Regions from separate parts of the Mus musculus genome. Here regions 2 and 3 are each linked to region 1. The links are chromatin contacts, called in public Hi-C and HiChIP or PLAC-seq maps. All regions are on one chromosome and are shown on one strand. The core of a region is the stretch at or near the end of the contact, and the rest is flanking DNA. Distances in the headings are between cores, read along the strand shown.

Evidence for each region. Hi-C and Micro-C count contacts between places; a contact is called where the count stands out from the background. HiChIP or PLAC-seq counts read pairs in DNA pulled down with a chosen protein or histone mark.
Region 2: a contact with region 1 is called in a Hi-C map of liver, with 3 times the contacts expected there. The contact joins two enhancer-like sites. A contact is called at or near these places in 6 of 484 Hi-C or Micro-C datasets (liver, peritoneal macrophages and spermatogonial stem cells) and 2 of 115 datasets of contacts at active chromatin or transcription factors (hepatocytes and pancreatic cancer cells).
Region 3: a contact with region 1 is called in a FOXA1 HiChIP or PLAC-seq map of pancreatic cancer cells. The contact joins two enhancer-like sites. A contact is called at or near these places in 2 of 39 promoter capture datasets (erythroid cells and liver) and 2 of 115 datasets of contacts at active chromatin or transcription factors (embryonic stem cells and pancreatic cancer cells).

The regions. Positions count from the first base shown.
Region 1 is chr16:76,223,208-76,227,115 of GRCm38.p6, reverse strand. All of the region lies in intron 2 of Gm30507 (a long non-coding RNA gene), which reads left to right. Among named protein-coding and RNA genes, the nearest start is that of Gm30507, 24 kb to the left of the region's middle. Within about 2 kb of position 1,730, at least 81 of the 459 cell types and tissues checked have an H3K27ac peak or open chromatin away from gene starts, as enhancers often do. A contact at or near this core is called in hepatocytes, liver and pancreatic cancer cells, where this site is marked.
Region 2 is chr16:76,452,259-76,456,166 of GRCm38.p6, reverse strand. Gm30615 (a long non-coding RNA gene) reads left to right here. Exons shown (of 3, transcript XR_384973.2): 3 at 1,484-1,542. Among named protein-coding and RNA genes, the nearest start is that of Gm30615, 17 kb to the left of the region's middle. Within about 2 kb of position 2,191, at least 50 of the 459 cell types and tissues checked have an H3K27ac peak or open chromatin away from gene starts, as enhancers often do. A contact at or near this core is called in hepatocytes, liver and pancreatic cancer cells, where this site is marked.
Region 3 is chr16:76,407,897-76,411,804 of GRCm38.p6, reverse strand. No RefSeq gene overlaps it. Among named protein-coding and RNA genes, the nearest start is that of Gm52253, 23 kb to the left of the region's middle. Within about 2 kb of position 2,249, at least 47 of the 459 cell types and tissues checked have an H3K27ac peak or open chromatin away from gene starts, as enhancers often do. A contact at or near this core is called in pancreatic cancer cells, where this site is marked.

The DNA of each region.
Region 1 (3,908 bases), core at 481-2,980:
TTTAAAACAAAAGGAATGAGGAGGAAAATCTTTTTTTTTATTAGAAAATTCTCTCAGACAGAAGGTTGGAAACAGCTAGCTCAAATAAAATTTAGTGTCTTCAAACTTTGAAAAGAAGGAAGAGAAAAAAAAATTAATCATGAGCAGTTCTTCAGTAGAAGAACTGAAAGCAGACGGCATTCATGTAATACCAGCCTACAAGGCTGCAGAGCCTCCAAATCCCTGCCACCATTTGTCAAATAACTGCTTCAACGCTTAGTTTCCCCCCAAATGCCCTCCTAAATATAGTGCCTTCCTTTTGGTCAGCATCCTAATCAATAAGATTGGGTCTCTCAAGCTGTATCCCATACTTTGAAGTCTCAGATTGACTCATAAGGAATTTCCATCCGTCCTCACAGCTGCTGAGAAGGGAGCCCTAGCAGAAGGAAGGAACGCGTGCTCTCCCCACACTTCCTTCCTGTCTGCGCTGTTCCTGGCTGGGTTGTGCAGATGCATCCCAGCGTCTCAGAGGTCACTCGGCACATTGTTCACAGTGTGGATGCATCTAGAGCATAGTGTGTTTAGAGCGGTATCCAGGTCTCATTTTTGTGCTAGATATTACCAGAAAATCTTATAAGCTGTGCAAAAATATTAATTATGAATACATTTACCATATCTTTATTTCACAAGTCCTGTCATTTTTTCTGTAACTGAGTGTATTTATTACTCTTTAAAAAAAATTCAAGTAGGAAGCAAGTGACAGTATTCTTGTGTAATTACTAAGTTGTGAGAAAAAAAATCTTTCTACAAAAGTTTTTGAGCTGAATATGGTGACAAACACCTGCAATTCTGTCAACCTGGAAGATTCAGACAGGAGGGTTATGAGTTGGAGGCCAGTCTGGCTTGTACATTAAGACATGTATCATCTATTCATGCCCCCACAAATGGGGTGACTCACAAGGTAAGACCTTTTAGAATAATGACTGACGTGTTCGGAACACAATGGACTCTGTGTTATTTGCTCTTGTAGAAGGGGCACTTTAGACTTTGCCTTATAGGACGATCAGTTGGAAAGTTCCAAGTCAGGATATGCCTTGCGTCTCTATGCCAGCACTGTGTCTATCCTCTGGCTTCATGTGTGAGTCGTAATATTGCTTAGGATGTCAGATTTGGTTTGTCTCTTATTCCCACGAGGTTCATGATGTACGTGGTCCTGTTTCTTTCCTCTTTCTGCATTCTTCACCGACTTTGAGAAACCCTTCTCAACTCCACAGTACTTGACACTTGGTGCTTTTAAAAGCAAAAGCAAAAGAACGAACACACAAGGAATAGACTCTGCTGTCTTAAGATAGGCAGTCAAAGAACTACCTGAAAACGTCTGAGATTTTATCTCTTCTAGAGAGTCTAATCTCAGGGAAGAACTGGGTGAGCAGAGAGTTCACGAGTGTATTCTTTTCATAAGATTCAAAAAGTTTAAAAAAAAAAAAGCCCGATGTCCAATTGCAAGGCAAGAGATAAAGATCAAAGACTTGTTTTATTACAATATTTTCATTTTTATTGAACAGATTCATTTTGGACTTTGGCTTGGTTTGGGAATGTTTACCTTTTAATAAGTGATCTGTTTAAATGTGGATCAGAGAACAAGGCTTTCTGTTTTACAGTTGAACTTTTGACCTTGGTGGGGGTGTGAACGGGTGGAGACTAAGAGGAAAGTCCGCTGTGTTTGTACTGAACTTTTTACCCATTTAAAAAAAAAAGAAAGAGAGAGATAGAGAGAGGCGAGTTTAAAGTTCACAGAGTTCACAGGAGGTCTCTATTGGGGATTTCTGGTATTATTAACTTCCTGACCTCAGATAATTAAAAAGGAAGAGCAGGGCCACCTCAGACTGTGACTCAACTTTGAACTCTTAACCTCGCCAGTAAAGCATTTCAATTGTAAATGGTAGACCCTGAAGCTTGCTTGCTGTGATCAACCAGTTTTCATCCCCGGTTACCAAGGCATAGACCCACAGAGGAGCCTGAGCGTCCCTTTGTATTTGCTTAACCTATTTTTTTTACCAGAAAGGACTGTGAACGCTCTATACTCAGAAATGACAGGCATTCTGGCGCACAAGTTGAGCGTCAAGGGTCACTGGATTGCAGAGCTAGAAGCAGCCTTAGATTACCTGGCCAGCTGCCTCAGCTGGGCTACTCTTAGAAGCCAGTAGGTCCAGTGACTTCAGGAATGTAGAAGCCACCCTGGTCATTTGGCTTTGTTTGTCTCCGTTCACAACGGGATGCAAGTGGCCTAGAGGGGGTATGACTTCTGTATTTTAATATTGAAATTCGTAAGGGGGAAGCAGTAAATTTGGTTCCCAAGTGACCTCTTTACTGATACTGGTTGCATAACCTCAGAAACTTTCCTAACTTTTCTAAGTAGTGATTTGCTTAGTTGGGGAGAGAATTCAGACTATGGGCTCTTGTTTGCATTTATGGTATTCCTTGTTGCGGTCATAGTTATTTATTTTGCTTTGTGGTGTCTTGGTGTTCATCTGTTTGGTTTTTGCAGAGCTGGAGGTTGAAATTAAGTCATTACAGTCTCATAAGTGATCTACAACTGAGCTTCACTCCAGGTCACCGTGAGAGTTCTGTAATTTACATTGAAACGCCATGCACACAATTCTAGGCAAGAAATGGGTTTTCTTTGGGTTGATGGCAATGATTTTAGAGTAATTGGTTAGGGCACATGGTCTTGACCTTCAGGATGAGGTTCTTTCTCCCTAATAAAGTCTGAGGGCTGGCAAGATTATTGCTCTGTGATTAACAACACATCTTGCCGGACCTCAGTTCACTTCCTCTCACCGTCATCAGGTGACTCACAACAACCTGGAACTCCAGTTCCAGAAGAGACAATGTCCTCTTCTGGCTTACACTGATACCTCATACAAATCACACACACACACACACACACACACACACACACACACACACACACACACAAATCATCTGAACAGAAAGGGGGCTATAATGCAAGAAGGAGTGGTGATAAGGAAGGGAAGGACAAGGGACAGGGACACAATGACCAGGAGAAAGAGATGACAAAGAGCCATTCACCTCCTTAGTTAGATGGAGACTCAGCAGGATCATGTGATACTGACAAAGTCAGCAGTACTTGTGACTCTGTCCCAGCCACACAGTGTTAATACAGAGGCTTAGCCAGGCAGCTCACTCTGGCACTGGGACAGCACGCAGCATGTACGACAGCGAACATTCTGTGGGGCCCACTCTCCAGTCTTGCTATTTGCTGACACCTTTATTGCCTCCAGAAAGCCACAGCACTCTCGTTCCCATCTGTTGGAAGTCCCTTCCAATGTGCTCCCTTCCAATATTCTGCCCTCCTTTTGCTAGAGAAAAAGAGACTCTCTCCATGTTGTTCTAAGTCTGCGAAATACTCAGCTTAGAAAGGAAGCAAATTTGGAATCCGACTGGTGACGATTTCCCAAGAAACAATGGCGAGTGGGGCTGTGCGATGTTGTGTGGGACCCTGATGCAGAGAGAGGTGGAGGGTGAGTGCAGAAAGATACATGGCTATCTGACTAGAGGCCCATCTGCATTGCCCCCAATGGAGTAACTGCCTGGTGAGAGTTACTAACAGCTCTGTCCAGCTCCACTGTAGCACAAATGCCTGCCCACACTATCATTCCACCCTAAATTCCTCTGCCCCACTTGTTCCTGAGAGCCAGCCTATGGCAGGTGATTTAAATTTGAGCCAGAGACTATGTTAGTGTGAATATGTCTGGTCAGGTAATTGAAGTTGCAGGCCAGTGGGCTGTAAATAACTGCTAACTGGGGGATCTGGTGGGCAAAACTCACCTAGTTGTTCTTCTGTGCCCAGGGAGCTATATTCATCCCCAGATCGCATCTACTGATTCTAAACTTGAGCTCATGCC
Region 2 (3,908 bases), core at 942-3,441, 230 kb before region 1:
TGGACAGTCTCTGGCTTCGGTTTCCTGCCACCATGGCTCGGGTATGAAGTGTCAGTCCTCTCCTGGAGACTCTCTTCCTTCTCTCCATTAAGACTAAAGAAAAAAATCCTGTTGCTTGCCTTTCTAAGCATATGTTTCTTTCCTCTCCTGGCCATAGTATCCCAACCTCTGTGTGGATTTCAGATGGATACTAAGTTCATGCCCTTGTTTTCTTTACAGGCTGTGTGCCTTCAGACAAGTGTCTTAACCACCCTGAGTGTGAGTGTGGTTATCTGTAAAATAGAGATAGCAGTGACTCCTCCCAATAGGGTTGTGGGGATTAAAGGCTTTCACGTAGATCTCTGACACTCAGTCAGTCATTTACTCTTGCTCTTTCCTACCCATTTTCACATTACATGTGACTCTGCTATCACTACCTATACGCATTTCTTCTTGTCTTTCTACCATAGCCCAAGCATTATGGGATCAAAGACTGAGCTGTGGGTGAATTTGTACACGTGCCTTCTTGATGGCGTACTGACATATATATTTACACATGTGTGACCATCATAAATTAAAGACTCACTAAGTAACTGAAACATGTGTTTTTCGTTTATAAATACACACATATATACCTGCCATAGGAATGAAACCAATAGATGGTTTTCAAACCATACCCTAATAAAAACAAAAATATGAACCAAAAGAAATCTTCTCCTAGATGGAAAGCAAATAGAATTTTAGATTCTAGGCCTGTGGGGGACTGATGGACCAACTTATGGGTCCGACTCCTTTTTGAGGTAAAATATTAATCCAGGCTATCACTGAAAAGAGCAGCGCCCTATCCGACCCACTGGGCAGCTGAGCTAAAATCCTGCCCTCCCAGCACCTGTGGCCGGGAGATGGAGCATGAATCACAAGGGCCTGGCGAGAGGCCAGTGTGGAGTCACGCCGCCGCTGCTTCTCTGAACTCTTACCTGACATGCTCTCCCCAGTCACATTTCCCGAGTCGCCTGCCTCCCGTGTTTTATTTTAACTCAGCCCACTGCCATAAAATGGGACCGAGAAGAAGAACTGCATCAATTTAAAAAAGATTGGTGTCAAGACATCAAAGGCAGCAATGAGTTAAGGAGGAACGAGGGAGAGGATGGATAAAGAAGTCGTTAGGGTGGTCTCCCCGTAAAAAACCCCGCTCCCTGGCTGGTGGCTCAGCTCTCTGTCTCCTCACCTGCAAAATGGGACTAGTGATTAATGTTTCACCAACTCTCTGAAACTCTTCCAAGGATCAGGGCAAAGCATGGAAAGTATTGGTCAGGGTTTTCTCCCTCTCATTCTTCTGAGAATGGCCATAAACAAGGAGATGGAAGACAACTCTAAAATGAATATTCAGCTACGGTCATATATGGAAAAGTTAGCTTAGTTTCATTAACTGGTCAGATTTTAAATGTGTTTACTTTTGCAGTTTTCAGATACTACATTTCGATATTCTTTTCTTTCTTCCAAGGCTTCCCATCTCTTCCCTCATCTCTCTCATCATGTCCACCCAGCTTCACATTCTACTAAGCCCTGGCCTGGAGAGTGGTTGATATACCCAGGATCATTGCACTGAAAGAAACTCGGCTTCTCTCTCCAGGCAGTTAACAGTTGCAAGTAGCTTCTTGGTTGGGGGTGAGGGAACTTCCTGCCCACTTTCCATTTTCCACATTGGGATTTTTGTCTGGTTTGCATTTGTGCATGTTTTATCAGTCTCTGTTGTAAGTTTATATCTTAGTTCAATTTTAAAGAACTAATCTAGCATTTATGGGACCACACGTGGCTAAAGAGTGAACTACTTGAGCCACTTTTGAAATTATTCAGGCAAGTCTTTAACTTCAAAGGATCTCCAATTTATACATCTTCTTGGAGCATAGTTCTTCCTCAGAAACGGGTTTTTTCTTATCCTTTCACGTGCCCTTCTATCCTCGAGAGACCACCGTTAGAGACCATTTAAGCCTCCTTCTAAAGAACAAACATGAAAATCCAGGGGAAATAATCTGTCCGTGGCTTGTAATAATCGTCTTAAATCAGCAGTCTGTGGCTTCTGGAAAAGCTGGCCTGAGCTAGACAAAGAAGGCAGCCAGCCGAGCCACAGACGCTGAACTCTGACCCCTGGCTGGACCTTGCACCGGGCAGCCTAGTAACAGGAAGGCAGCAAGACAGACTTTGAACCAGAGGTTCTAAGGCTGCTGAGGGGTTAGAGTCAGGGTGACAGCTGCACTTTGCAGTCTGAACTTTGTACCTAGACACAGGGGCATTTAATCTCCATAACAGCCACTTTCTTTCATTACTTATTAACAGATTCTTCTTGAGTGAAGCTCTTTGTTAATGGCGCTTTAAAAACCGATCCCTCTCCGCTCCTTAGTACTGCCGTGGGGGGTGGGCATCTGTGCCTATGTCTGCCTAGCTGAACCCCTTCCGTACATGAGCTTGCCCTTCCATGGGAAGGGCTTCCCTTCAAGACTGGCCCTTGTAGAGGCAGAGCGGTGCCTATGTGTGCACTCAGACAAGATTGTCATTAAATGTCACATAAGGAAATGCCTTCTGCCACCCCACCTCTCCCCACCAAGTCAGCTCCTCTGGTTTTGTTCCTCTTGCTAATTCTCTTGCCCATCCCCCTCTCTCCCTCCTCCCCTGACTTCTTTCTTTGCATCCAGTCTTTCAGTGACATCAGAGTTCTGGTCCTGTCCATCACTTTCCAAGATCGAAGAGCCAAGACGGGTTTCTTCGCAATTGGAAGTCAAAGCAATTTAAGGACACATTCGAGCATTCTCCTTCCCAAATAAACACACTGTCCTTAGATGTCCAGTAACTGATACTCAGTGTGTCTGAAAGTTTAGTTATTTAAAGAAAGTGGCAGGATGCTAGAGAGGGGAACCTGTTCACAGCTACCTATAAAATAAGTATTAGTCTTCATGAAAATTCCAGGTTCAACCCCTAAACCAGTCCCAATTGAACCACTATCCGATTGCTAAATTATGTTCGATATTGATCAGTAAATATGCTTTGTTTTCTGGGTCCTATGAATTCATGAGTATAGAACATGCATTTAGTAATTAACAGAGACCAAATGACCTCTCGTTGAAGCTTCCCTTGAGGGTCTGGGGCCACCAAGGATTTAACCTCTCAACACTCCAGACTATGTGTTTCAAGAGTAGTTGGAATTAGTTCAGACGCTAATTCATTCTCTTTTATTTTCCTTTCATGTTTTTTAAAAAAAATGCCCACGTGTCTAGCTCTCATTGAACAAGGGGTCAGTCCTGGAGTCACCTTCTGTCTGGGTACCGTGCAACAAAATCCTTTGATTCCCCCTCAGCCTTCTGTAATCCCAGGCATGCCAAAACTTCCAGAGAAACTTACTGCCCACCCAATGGCCTTAATGCTAAGGATGCTAAAGCCTTACTTTTCTTCCTTACTTTTCTTCCTTTTGAGCTTTTCTTAACTTTCTCAAATGACATAGTTTCCAAACGCATTATTGGAACACAAATGTAATGGCACGGGAAGGGCCAAGGGTGTATAGCTCAGTGCTAGAGAACTTGCTAGCATATGTGAAGACCTGGGTTCCGATCAAAATAAAATAAGATATGCAATGTTTATGCTCTCTGCTTTCTTTTACCCCTGATGCGTAGAATTTTGCCAGGTTCATGATAAGAGCATTCAGCCTGGCCCTTATCTAAATGTTATGATTTGGGTCTGAGATATCTCCTAGAGATATGGGGCTAGAGGCTTGGTTACTACCTAATAGTATTGTGATAAAGTGGTAAGACTTTGGAACAATGGACCTGCTTGTAGCAAGTAGGTAAGTACAGAAGAGCTTAGGAAGGGAATAGCTAGTACTTGTCTCCTTCCCTCCCTCTCATTGCTTCCTGGCCTCTACGAAATCAGGAGCCTCC
Region 3 (3,908 bases), core at 1,000-3,499, 180 kb before region 1:
GGTCCAACCATTTGCCTAGGAATTTCATATATTCATTCTTTTTAATAGCTGAGTAGTACTCCATTGTGTAAATGTACCACATTTTTTGTATCCACTCCTCTGTTATGTGTTGCTTATATTACTCAGGTTTAACAAGATAAATAGTTTAAAATGATTAGGGTAGCATCTAAAGCAAGCTTGAGGCTTGCACAGAGCCACCCATATATTGTGTAGGCCTTGCACTGCTGTCTTTCAGGCGACCATCTTCCTGGTAGCTCAGTGGATTAGTTACCGTTTGTTAAACCACGATGACCAGAAGCTACGTATGGAAGAAGGAGCTGATTTGGCTTATGATTCTGGAGGGAGAATCCTTAACGACAGGCATGACATGGCAATAGGTGCCTGGAGCAGGAAACTGAGAGATGACATCTTCAAATGCATGCAGAGAGTAGAGATAATAAACTGGAAGTGGAGCCAGGCTGCCAGCTCTCAAAGCCCTCTCCTAGAGCCATACTTTCTCCAAGAAGGCTGTACATCTCAAAAGTCCTATAGCCTCTCAAAATTGTGCCAGCAACTGGCGACCAATTATTGAAATACCTGTCTATGAGGGACACTTATTCAAACTGCCATATTAGTTAATATGACTCTTCTTCTTTCTCCACGGGGTTCAATTCATACTTGCTCCATGCTAGCCCATCAAAGAACCACACATCCCTGTCTGTGGCACTGCGTCTATGCCTAGTGATTGGTTTAGCGCTGTTTGCACAGTAAACCACCTCCAAGAAGAAAAACACATAACCAAAGAGAGTGCTCTCGGTTTCTGTGAATAAAGGTCAAGTATATCATCTATCAAGTTGTATTGTGTATGTGTGTGTGTTTATAGACTGTTTTGTCTGTTATTTATTTATTTATTTATTTATTTTGGATTTCTATAATCAGTGCTATTTTACCTTCCCTTGAGGTGGGAAGAAATGAAACCTCAAAATGTTTCTTTTTGCACCGCCATTTTAGGGTGCACATGAGTAATAACCTGGAAATTATCTGTGACTATCAAGCACAAGCATTATTCTAATCACACTGCCAGCAAACTGGAAACACCAAGCTACCCTTTTTCTTCTTTACAGAGCCCGTTCAATGGACATATATTCCAAAAAGCAAACGCTTGGAGTTCCGAGTTTCTCTGTAGGGTGTGATTTGGTCACAAGCGAGGTGACGAGCTAATTTGGCGAATTGCTGTTTGAGCTTATTTTCAGTTGAACTTCTGCTGAGAGAAGAAAGAAGAAGCAGGCGAGCGGAGAACACACTCTATGCATCACCGAAACTTATTGCTTATCTTTATTGCATTTGCGTAAATGCTCTTTTTCTGCTGTTGCCAAGTAAGTCATCATATTTTAGTTCTGCACTGAATCCCTCAGTAGGAGGCGAGGTTTGAATAGATCCAGAGTGCAGGAAATAAAAAGAATGCCCATCATGGCTAAAATGCTATGATACCCAGACTCTCTCCTACTTCCTCCTCTGGAAATGTGTATACTTCGTGCTACTGTATATGAATTGTTTTCTAGAAATAAGAATAGGCTTTTGTAATAAGGTTTTCAGTTAAGCGAAAATGTCTTCCATTGTTGTTCTGATAAAAACAATACTTGCTCACTGTGTAACCAAAGTATGTCAAAGAAAGAAGAATTATGTAACTGAAGTGCCACCTCTCAGAAGCCCACTAGCATCACAGTGGTCAGCTTTCTCATCTCTTTGTATAAACCTATACATTGATGTTCGAATAATATTACAGCAACAATTATTTTCATTTGAGGAACTACCTTATTTTTATACATTAATGGCCGATTCTCCCTCTCTTTGATGTCATCCGTTGATATGTTCTCTTAAGCATAGGCATTACACACCCTCATTTAAAGAGTTTGTCACTCTACTCTCCAAATGGACTTCTTATTTTTCTAATACTCTATTATGTTGTCTCCACAATTTTAAAGTAATCCAAGGGACAATTTTAACACTTGTCCCTAATTTGACTGTCAATAGTTACTTAGTACTTCCTCATGTTTACAATCAGATTGTTTCCAGTTTTCTTATCATCACAGAAAGATGAAGTGAGCAGGCATGTGTATGTCTTTTACATAAATGTTTGTATGGTGGTTTGATTGATGACTGTCCTCCCTTGGCTCAGATATTTGAACACAGTCCCTGATAGAGGCTTACAAGGTGTGGCTTTGCTGGAGGAAATGTGTCATTCAGCACTGGTCTGAGGAGTTCCTGGCTTCATTTTCCAGTTTGCCCTCTGTGACTCACACTTGTGTTGGAAAATAGGCATCTCTGAGCTTTCTTATCCTGCCATCATGCCTAACATTCGGGCCATCCTCTCCACTAGACATGACTCATCTGTTTAGAACTGTAAGTTTAAATAAATGCCTTATTCCATCCATTTCTTTTGCTTTGGGTCATATGGTCTTTTTGTTTGTTTTCTGCTTTTTGCTTTTTAACCACAACAACTGAAAACCAAGTAGAACCATCTAGTCAGAAGTGTGTGTGTGTGTATGTGTCTGTGTGTGTGTGTGTGTGTGTGTGTGTGTGAATACTTAATGTAGCAGACATTGCCAAGTTTTTAACAGCACAGCTTCAACACTGCCGATGTCCATAGCAATGTATCCCTGCCCATAACCCAGAGCAGCAAATCAAAACAAAACACTTGCTTGTATAATTTGATAGCTGGGGAAATTTTATCTTTATTTTGGCTTTCATTCCCTTTGCCCCTAATACAGGTGTTACATCCAAGTGCGCTGATGTAGAAATTGACTATTCCCTTCTCTTGGCAACCTTGCTATGGTATGTGCTTAGTTTATATTTCCATTAGAAAGCACTGCTGTTGATTATTTGGAAAGCCTGAAGGAAGCTGTGATCCCCAGGTTTATCTTTGTTGACAGTGCCTGCTGTTTTCGTCTCTCATGATATGTGAAAAACACTGTACAGCTGCTGTCTCTGATAGCCAGATGTTCAGTATTGTATGTGGATGTTTATTAAGTATATAGTAAGTCAAAGTGAAAGAATAGGTAACAAGAGATAGACACATAGCTAAATAGACAGACAGATAACTAAACCTCATCGAACTGAGTACTCTAACATCAACTGTGGAGCCCTAATGGGGCAAGCAGCTGATGTGCTCCGAGAGTGTTCTGGGAAGAGCAAAGAGTATCCTCTAGTTTTCCACGGATGAGCGTCCCATGGCTGCATGGCTGCCCTCTCTTTCCCACTACAGGCCCATCACATGGTGGGATGAACAGCAGTAATCTCTTTTGGAAGTGGTTCATCATTTAGCAGCTCTCAAGGACACGGTGTTTTTCCCCGTGGGCTGTTTTGCCCGTCATTCTCCCCCTTCCTTGCCACAGAGTTAGGTAAGGCTGCCCATCATCAGACAAGGCTGTTAGAGGACACTTGGCACAGACAGGACGGAGTCTGAAGTCAAGGGCCCAGTTTCACTTCCAGAACCAGCTTTGGAGTGACTTCCAACAACCCATGACAATGTCCATGTAACGCCTATTTCCATGCGTTTACAATAGGTGGGCCCTCTAATTATTTGTATTGAAATAGCTTGTTTGGATGAAAATGGTCTATGTTCTCTATGACCTTGGCTGATACTGCTATATTATTATCCTGAATAAATTATAAGTGTTTGGGGGAAAGGAAAGGATTATTTGATGTTTTTAGTATTTTATTATTTTCTTACTTGTATGTTGTAGTATAGCATTTAAAAACAAAACAAAACAAAGTTTTGTTCTTTCCCGAAAGTTCTAGACTTGGGTATGTGTGCCTGCTTCTGTGGCCTGTCCCCAGCCTGCGGTGGTGATATTCAGAGGTGTCCCTTGCAAACCAGCTGTGAGATATTCCCCAGCTTTGTTAGGCTGCATTTGTTCCAGGTCATG